2 separate regions of the Mus musculus genome follow, and region 2 is linked to region 1. The links are chromatin contacts, called in public HiChIP or PLAC-seq maps. All regions are on one chromosome and are shown on one strand. Each heading gives the region's core, a stretch centred on a gene start, on an enhancer-like site or on the middle of the called end of the contact. The rest is flanking DNA. Distances are from core to core; before and after follow the strand shown.

What was found. HiChIP or PLAC-seq counts read pairs in DNA pulled down with a chosen protein or histone mark.
Region 2: a contact with region 1 is called in an H3K4me3 HiChIP or PLAC-seq map of forebrain, with 4 times the contacts expected there. The contact joins two enhancer-like sites. A contact is called at or near these places in 1 of 15 datasets of contacts at CTCF or cohesin (embryonic stem cells), 4 of 484 Hi-C or Micro-C datasets (cerebellum, embryonic stem cells and uterus), 12 of 115 datasets of contacts at active chromatin or transcription factors (embryonic basal ganglia, embryonic forebrain, embryonic limb bud and 7 more) and 1 of 9 other capture datasets (embryonic stem cells).

The regions. Positions count from the first base shown.
Region 1 is chr17:66,232,136-66,236,518 of GRCm38.p6, forward strand. No RefSeq gene overlaps it. Among named protein-coding and RNA genes, the nearest start is that of Gm20742, 42 kb to the left of the region's middle. Within about 2 kb of position 1,581, at least 36 of the 459 cell types and tissues checked have an H3K27ac peak or open chromatin away from gene starts, as enhancers often do. A contact at or near this core is called in forebrain, where this site is marked.
Region 2 is chr17:66,416,131-66,420,051 of GRCm38.p6, forward strand. The region is part of intron 3 of Mtcl1 (microtubule crosslinking factor 1); the gene reads right to left. Among named protein-coding and RNA genes, the nearest start is that of Mtcl1, 32 kb to the right of the region's middle. Within about 2 kb of position 1,536, at least 98 of the 459 cell types and tissues checked have an H3K27ac peak or open chromatin away from gene starts, as enhancers often do. A contact at or near this core is called in forebrain, where this site is marked.

The DNA.
Region 1 (4,383 bases), core at 331-2,830:
TCATGTTGAGAAAGGTCATGTAGGGTATGTGATTCTGTGTGATACTTGGTGTGCTTCCATCCCTTCCTTCTCACTCAATAAACTGCAGGCTCCTACCATAAAAAGGAAAAAGAAAAAAGAAGAAAAAAGTGTTTCCCTAAATAGGGCAGCTCTACAAAGATAGAACAGATACTAAAAATGCCTTTTCCCAATTAGTGGTGGCCAAACACACATGAGAAGATAGCTCAAAGTAACACACACATGTAAAAACACACACACTGTGATGTAAGATTAGTGCCCCAAGCATAATTAGAAACAGACACCAGCACACACTTAAGATTCGATGGGAACAGTATTGACTAGTACATCCATGGCCCCTGAAGGACCCCCAAGGAACAGATTATGGTCTTGCCAGTCTGTGGGACCTGTAGAAGTTGAGGAATCATCTTTGAAACCGTTCATATCTGCCCCCCCCCATCCGCCCACCCACAAGGTACAGGCTCTAGATTCCCAGAGAAAGATGGACATTCTGGACCTCCTCATCAAACGGATAGGGCGGTGGTGAGACCAGAAGTGCGGATTTATGTAATCCGGAGGCAGATGGCTCCTCTACACCTTCTCAGCCATCAGAAATTCGGTTTTTGTTTTTGTTTTTTATACTTCCTCCACAAGTAATAAAAAGAGAGCTATAACCTGATGAGAGTGTACGGTGGTGACAAGGTCAGGTTGTGGGGCTCATCATTCTGGTCCCGGTACAGCCAACCAGCTGGTCCTCCTTCCTGGACATTTGGGTGGCTCCTCAGCCAGCTGGACAGGAGGTTTCTGCCAGCACTGTCTTTCCCAGCGGGAGGGTCAGGAGTGACAACTGTTGTGTGCCCAGACCTGCGCAGATAGCCCGCCCGATGGGAAGTGAGAGGCTGCCCCTTACTGCTGTCCCATTACTGCTGTCCCACGCTGTGCTTTTATCTGGCTCCCACGTCCTCTCACACACATACAAAAATAAACCCCCAAAATCTCGGGTTTTTCTCTTCTCCTTCCTAAACTCAAGACACCGACCTGCGCACTGTGAGCGGAGCTGTCAAGGGCCCTTGCTAGCCAGAGTCTGAAACCCCGTGCCCGTCACTCACCCCCACCCCCACCCCCACCCCCACCCCCGTTCACCGGCCAGGAGCCATCTGTCTTATCTGGCCCGTGTTCGTCCCATATGGTTATTCAATCTTGGGAACTGTTGTGTGCATGTCTTATATTTCTTTCTCTACATTTCTCTGTATTTTTATCTGCCAGACTTAGTCTCGTCCGGCTCTTCTTGAGAATACCCAACTTCTCCCCCAAACCTCTCAAACAACCCCTTTCCTTTTCCCCACCCACCCATGCGCACACTGTTCTGCCTCCCCTGGTTCCACCCTCTCACCCCCAACCCCGTTCCTGCCAAGATCAGACATGCTCAGTCCCTGCCAAGGAGTCTGATACTTCGTGATATGCATGGGGAAGACTGGAGCAGCCTGCTATTTTTGTCAGCACTGGAATCCTACGGGCTTTGGGGGAATCAGTAACCCAGTCACTGTTCACCGCGATACCTCTCCTGAGCCCGGGACGAGCAGACTCACTTTATGACCTGCCTAGAAATCGGTTTACCAGGAACACTAACCCAGCTCGCCTATTGCCTACTTCTAGGTTGTTCTAGGTTGGCCTCAAGAGGGAGCTCTTGGACAATCCCCCCCCCCCCCCCCCCAGCCTTTATCCTTTGACAGTATCCTGTTGGCTGCCCTCTTCCATGGGAAAACACGTTTGCAGGTTAATATTTAACATCCGAGTTTCTCTCAGACCCTGGGGAATCCCAGTTCCATCTTGAGGAATATCAACACCGTGTTCCTTACAGAAGGACGCATGCTGAGGATGGAAGCCCTTGAATAGATAATCAATCTGTGAGAATCTGTACAAATAAAGATGACACGGAATGGAACGATCCCTTTACAGGGTTTAAGTATCTTCCTTAGAGAAAGATAATATATCTAAATAAAGGGCAAAACAAAATGCTCAGAGTAGAGACACCGCTTTAGAAGAAATCAGGGGAAGTTAGGTAAACGGGCCTGCCTGACAGGGAATGAACCTGTGTGATACTCTTTGTCCCGGAGTGAGGTAGGCACCTTTGGTGAAACCCCTCTTATTAATGCTCCTTCAAAGTAGCTTTTCATTTATTTTCATCTAAAATTCTATGGGGCAAACTAGCATGCCCCAGGGGTATGCTCGTTTTTGCTTTAGTATTTTAAACATGGGCTTTATGATCTTAAACAAGCCCAGGCGTGTACTCCTTAATGAGAATGCTTAGGAGTGGGCCGACCCCCACAGGAGTATGTGCGCTCTCCCTGTGCCTTCTTTGGGGGCAGCGCTGTTTTGTGATCAGTCTTTCCCCTGCTTTTGGCCTCCCGTCTGCCGCTTTTGGCTTCTCACTCACCACGCAATTCACCAATCGCTTTTTGTCACAACCTCACTGGGTGCGTTACAGCTATCAGATGGGAACAATCACACCAACCTTATAGGATTGCCACGCAAACGTCACCGTCCTCACAGAAGCCTGGCCCGAGGTTGCTGGGAAATACGCGGAAGCCGTGGGTTTGCCAGTGAAGTGGCGCTCTGAGGCATCTGACCTCTGCCTAAAGCCGGTCTGGGGTATTCCTACAGCACGAGGCTTGTCCATGCCAGCGTAGGGGACCCAGATAAACTACGCATTGTTGTATGAAGAGTGATCTAAAACACGAATCTTCTGGAAATTCTTCTTCTTTTTTTTTCTTTTTCTTTTTCTTTTTCTTTTTGTTTTTCGAGACAGGGTTTCTCTGTATAGGCCTGGCTGTCCTGGAGCTCACTTTGTAGACCAGGCTGGCCTCGAACTCAGAAATCCGCCTGCCTCTGCCTCTGCCTCCCGAGTGCTGGGATTAAAGGCGTGTGCCACCACGCCCAGCTTCTGGAAATTCTTTTTAAAGAATTTCTCTTTAAACGTAGGAAGACTTGGAAATAGAAAAAAAAAAAAAAAACACTTGAGCTCACGAGGAAAGACAAATACATCCGTGCGCACAGTAGGAAGGATCATGGGTAACCTGTGCTCTAACGTTACTCACCTGGAGGCAAGCACGCTCCAATGACTTGGGGGAGAATGGGTTTTCTCAGAGGCACATTCCCCCCTCCGACCACTAGATGGCGCCAAAAGCATGCTAAACCACTGACAATGTGCCTGTCCACCATTTCTGTGGCTCACAGGCTGTCCTGGGGCCAGCGCTGTTCATTGTAAGGTGCATTTCCCACCCCAACAGACATCCCAAAAGACACGCGCGCGCGCGCATGTGTGTATGTGCCTTTCTGTTAAAAAGCTCCATTAGAACTCTTAAATATCCTTGTAAAGCTCAGTCACCTAAGTGCAGTTCATGGCTTCTAGGATTATACTTAACCTGAAAGGGAGGAGGGAGAGTTGGGGGGAGGGGGGAGAATTCAGGAGTTCAAACTAGAAAACATATGGCGTTGCCATCACGTGATCCTGGCTTAATCCAGGCTGCAGTACGACATGACCTCAGCCGGGTCTTTTAATCCCCTTGAGCCTCCCTCCCTACCCTATAAAGGGTGACAGAGTGTTGAGGGGCTCAGCAGAGGGTACAGGTACCAAATAGCTCCTCATACCCTGCTCTCCAGAGCAGGGGATGGACTTCATCTTCTATCCATGCTGGGGAGAGAAAGATGGGTCCCAGCAGGCTTGTAGCGATTGTATTTCCCAGCCTCAGCCAAGATGGCCACGGGGCTAATGGCGCTATCTGTATTAACTCACAGGGCTCCGTATGCAATAAACAGTTACCTCGAATGCTGCCAAGTACATGGTACTTCGAGCAGGAATGTAAGAGTCTGAGCGATGATTATTACCTAGTAAGGGAGAGAGTTCACGGCTTAGTTTTCCTTGAAATGTATTCTCGCTGCGCAGCTCAGGCTGGCCTCAAATTTACTAGGATTACAGGCTTACACCACCAAGTTTCTTGAATGCCTCATCTGTGAGAGGCTCACGGGCAGGCAGAGGCATGACCACAAGCTGAGGCAAGAAACCCCCCCCCAAGTGGTGGCACTATACCTGGGCAAATCCTAGAGAGGAGTCTGGAGGAAGGCTGCCTGCTCCTTTGTGTTGCAGTGCCGACTCTGAAGAGCTCCGAGGAACATCTCGAGCTGGACTTGAGTGCGTGGATTTCCTGTGTCTGCAAGAAGTCATTGAACTGTGCATGCTTTCAGACGCTGCCACCGAAGGACTGGTTGCAGGATTGTGAGGTGCGCTCTTGGAATGAGGATTTGGTATAGGAGGGGGCCTTGGATGCAGGCCTCTCTCACTTGCTGGGAAGTTCAGTGTCACTCTGTGTTGCCCGGGGACTGTAG
Region 2 (3,921 bases), core at 286-2,785, 180 kb after region 1:
AATAGACAAACAGAAACACAAAAATGTGTCGTGATCACCAATGGACGATCATTAGTTCCTGAAAGGACATGGATTCTGATAAAACACTGTCTCGTGGACTGAACAGGGAGGATGCTATGCCAAGTGGCATAAACCAGTAAGCTCTGACGTGGAGCGCTTGCATGGAGGACAAGTGAGAAGCACTTACGTGGAGCACGTGTGAAGGTTCAATCCCAGGCATTTTCAAAACCAACAACAAACCTTCAGGTGATGCACGCCTACCGTATAAAGGTTTTTATCTACACAATGACTCCACAGTGTTGCTTGTTCAAAAATAGTGTATTTGAGCTGCATTCAGGGGAATTTATTTGAATTACTACAGACTCCTTGAGCGTGCTAACCTGTTTTCTGTTTGAAAAAGCAAAGGACTCAAATGTACTAAATATCACTTGTGCGGCTATCGGATGTTTGCTCTCTAAATGTCCACATACAGGGGAGGGGAGGGGCAAGGGGATCGATAGGAGAGAGGTGCTCTTGACCCGGGCTGGGCTAGGCTGTAGGTCACTGTGGTATTCTCTTCAATGCTAGGTACATTTGAGAACCTCCATGATTGAAAGAAAAAGTAATAAAATCCAGCCAGCTTCCACTTTATAAATACTTTGACCTCTGTAACTGTGACCCTGGGAAGGTGGGTCAGTCCCTCGGTATGAGCTGCCTCGCTCAGTGAAGTGGCAGAGCTTCTGCTACCTCAGAACTGCTGGGTAGCCATGGCAACTCTGAAGAGGTCATCCCTAAGACCCTAGGCTGCTTCCAGGCAGCTTCCCTGAGACCTCACACTCTCCTCTTAACGAGCTCACCTGCCAGAGCATGCTCGATTCAGAGTTCCGCCAAGCCAAGAGCACATAGCCCTGGCTTCCAGCTGCCCAGAGCCAGCTTGTTTCCAAAGCCATTTAACTCTCCATTAACTTGATTTGATGAGTTCCTGGACAGCCACCAACTGAGAAATCAAGGCCCGAACAGCAAGCACATCATAATTTAACCGCAGCCATGACTGGTCCATGCGCCTGTGGAGCGTTGGCGGCGGCAGCGTAAATCACTTTTGTTTTTCCCTTACCCCTCCCAGACTTCCTGCTCTGTGTGTGCGCGCCGCTTGGCGCTCACAGTTTCTCTGCAGCTGCTATTCCATTTATTTTCCTTATTCAACGATCATTTACCTAGTTGCACAGTTCGCTGTTGCCATCCATACAGTTTTTGTCCTGGAGAAAACATGCAGTTCCTTCAATTTAATGAGCCCAACAGAAATCCATCCTTTAAACATCTGCAGGCTAACGGTGAAATCGAAGATACTTGCTATTCTGAGTAATTCTGTTGCAGAGGCTGAAACAAAGCACGCTGATGAATGGCTAAAACCAGTGCCCTCATTAATTCTCCACAGAAGGCGGGGAAGGGGACAGCCAGACACAATTACTATGGGTTAATTAACACATATTATATGGGTAATTAGCCAGGGTCCTGCAGACCACACCTCTGACTTCATCAGACAACCAACTCCATACTCTCATGCTTCTACTTCAAAATGTCAGCTATAACTACATCTTTGCAAGCATCAAACTGTGTAGTACACAGGACACGCTCCTAGGGCTTAAGTTCTTAAGCCCTGCCACCTAATTCTGTAAAAGGAGGGTTTAAGGCTGTTTCCGGAAATGATTCAATCCATAGGGAGAAACCCTAAGACAAGAAATGTGGCTTAATGTTTGCGTTCAAGTCAATGAGCAGAAGAAAGGCTACAGAAGACTGGTAAGAACAGAACTGGCCACCGGGCCTGCCCCGAGCCAGCCTGTTCCTGCAGCCTTAAGACTTCCTAAATCAATTATCCAAGATTCCTGCTCCTTAATCTCCCTGGGCCTGAGGGTATCTGGCTGATAAGGGTGATAAAATAATCAATCAGCAAGCAGCTTGCCTCACAGGGCTGTTAAGTGCAAATAAAGCCACTGCTAGGTCATTCTCTCATTCTCAGGAGTTCTTCAAGCTGTCCAGAGCTGAACACGTTGTAAGAGCTGCAGCTAGAGTTTAAAGTTCCCAGCTATTTCATTTGTACACACACACACACACACACACACACACACACACACACACACACACACACACAGAGAGAGAGAGAGAGAGAGAGAGAGAGAGAGAGAGAGAGAGAGAGAGAGAGAGGTGAACACAACAAGCCAAAGGAGGTCGGAAGAGGGTAGTGAGTCCCTGGATTAAGAGTGAAAGCATTTGTGAGCCACCTGATATGGATGCTGGGAATCCATTTTCGCTCCTATGGAAGAATAGCAAGTCTTCTTAGCCAGGAAGCATCTCTCCAGTCCCTGCAGTTACTTCTTTAATAAACAATGACTAAAGCACCTACCTGCCTCCAAACTGCAGAAGAGGCAGGAGGAGATGGTGGTCCTTTTACAAGGAGACAGTGTGGTTGTAACTGCCTTGAGAAAGAAGCGTGACTGCTTGCTTTTCCCCCCACAGATATTTTAGGCTGGCTCTTTGTACCTGCATACACAGACTCCCTTCTGAGCCAGGGCTGGGAATCGGCTCCACAAGGCTTTGCTCCCCTGTGGCTCTGGAGCCACCGTCCCCAGGAGTACATTCAGGTCATCCCTGCAACATGTCACTCAGATGCCTGAACTTCCACGAGCACCCACGTACACTGTCCCCTATCTACACTTCGGATACATCCTGTCCTGCTCCAGGATTCTACTGTCTTATCAAAGAGGACATGGGTCCAGCATGGGCCCTGGGAATATTCTGTGTCCTGTGTGCCCTCGGGTTGCTACCTCAGGAAGTATTTGGGTATGGACTATATGAGGGCCTTTACAAGGGAACCACAATGCACGCATACCACGCTCTGAGTATTTCAGGGTGCACATTCACCCACGAACGTCTCTGAAATCAGGTCATGGTTTCACGGTTTGCAGGTTTGATTTTAATGACGGGCCTTCTTCTCATCTCAAGTCAGTGAAAAGTGGTTTGTCCCTGGAAGTAGCTCTTCCTGGTCTGTCTGTGTGACATGGGTTCTTACAGTGCGCAACTGTGGGATTCTTCATGTTTGTGTTTTTATTTTGAATACATGCAGCTTTAACACAGACCAGCAGACATATAAGCACACTTCAAACGTAACACCCCCAATTTTCAATGAGTTTCTCTTTAGGTGAAGGGAAGTTATTTTGACTATTTAGAGTGTCTTGGTCCACTGGATTCACTGCCAGTGAATTCTCTGAGACCTCTTTGTCACCTACAGTCGTGTGTGTGTGTGTGTGTGTGTGTGTGTGTGTGTGTGCGCGCGCGCGCTCTGGAGTTAGATCCTACTAGCTCCGAGGTTCAAATTTCTTACCGATTTGGGTGAGCATGCCCCACCCAAATCACTGGGTTGCCTCAGGAGGACAAAGACAGGCACTTAGATCACTGAGAGCCACACCCCAGGGGCTCAGGGAACTTTCAGCTGGCTGGCAGAAACTCTGGTCCTCCCACCTCCATTGGAATTCGCAGAAATGTGCTGAGTAAGACTACCTTGTATACACAACCAGCCTTAAGTGTTCCCTATGCAAAAAAAAAAAAAAAAAAAAGGCCTTCTGCTGTCCTGATCTGATGGCTTATTTTTTAAAGAGCAAGTCTCTCAGGCTAGCATGATGACTTTTTTTTTTTTTTTTAATCTCTCAGGATGGTTTGGAGGCAGAGACAGGCAGGAGGAGTTGGAGACCGCCTGGTCTACACTTGAGTTCCAGGACATTCAGAGCTACACAGGATTTTCCTGTTTGGTTAAAGAAAAGAAAAATCGAGGGGGGTGGGGATGGCAATGAATGTGTCTGTGTATCTATCTCTACATAGCCCTACTGGCTGTCCTGGAATTTACTATGTAGAGCAGGCTAGCCACATCTGGCCTGATGGGAAGTCATT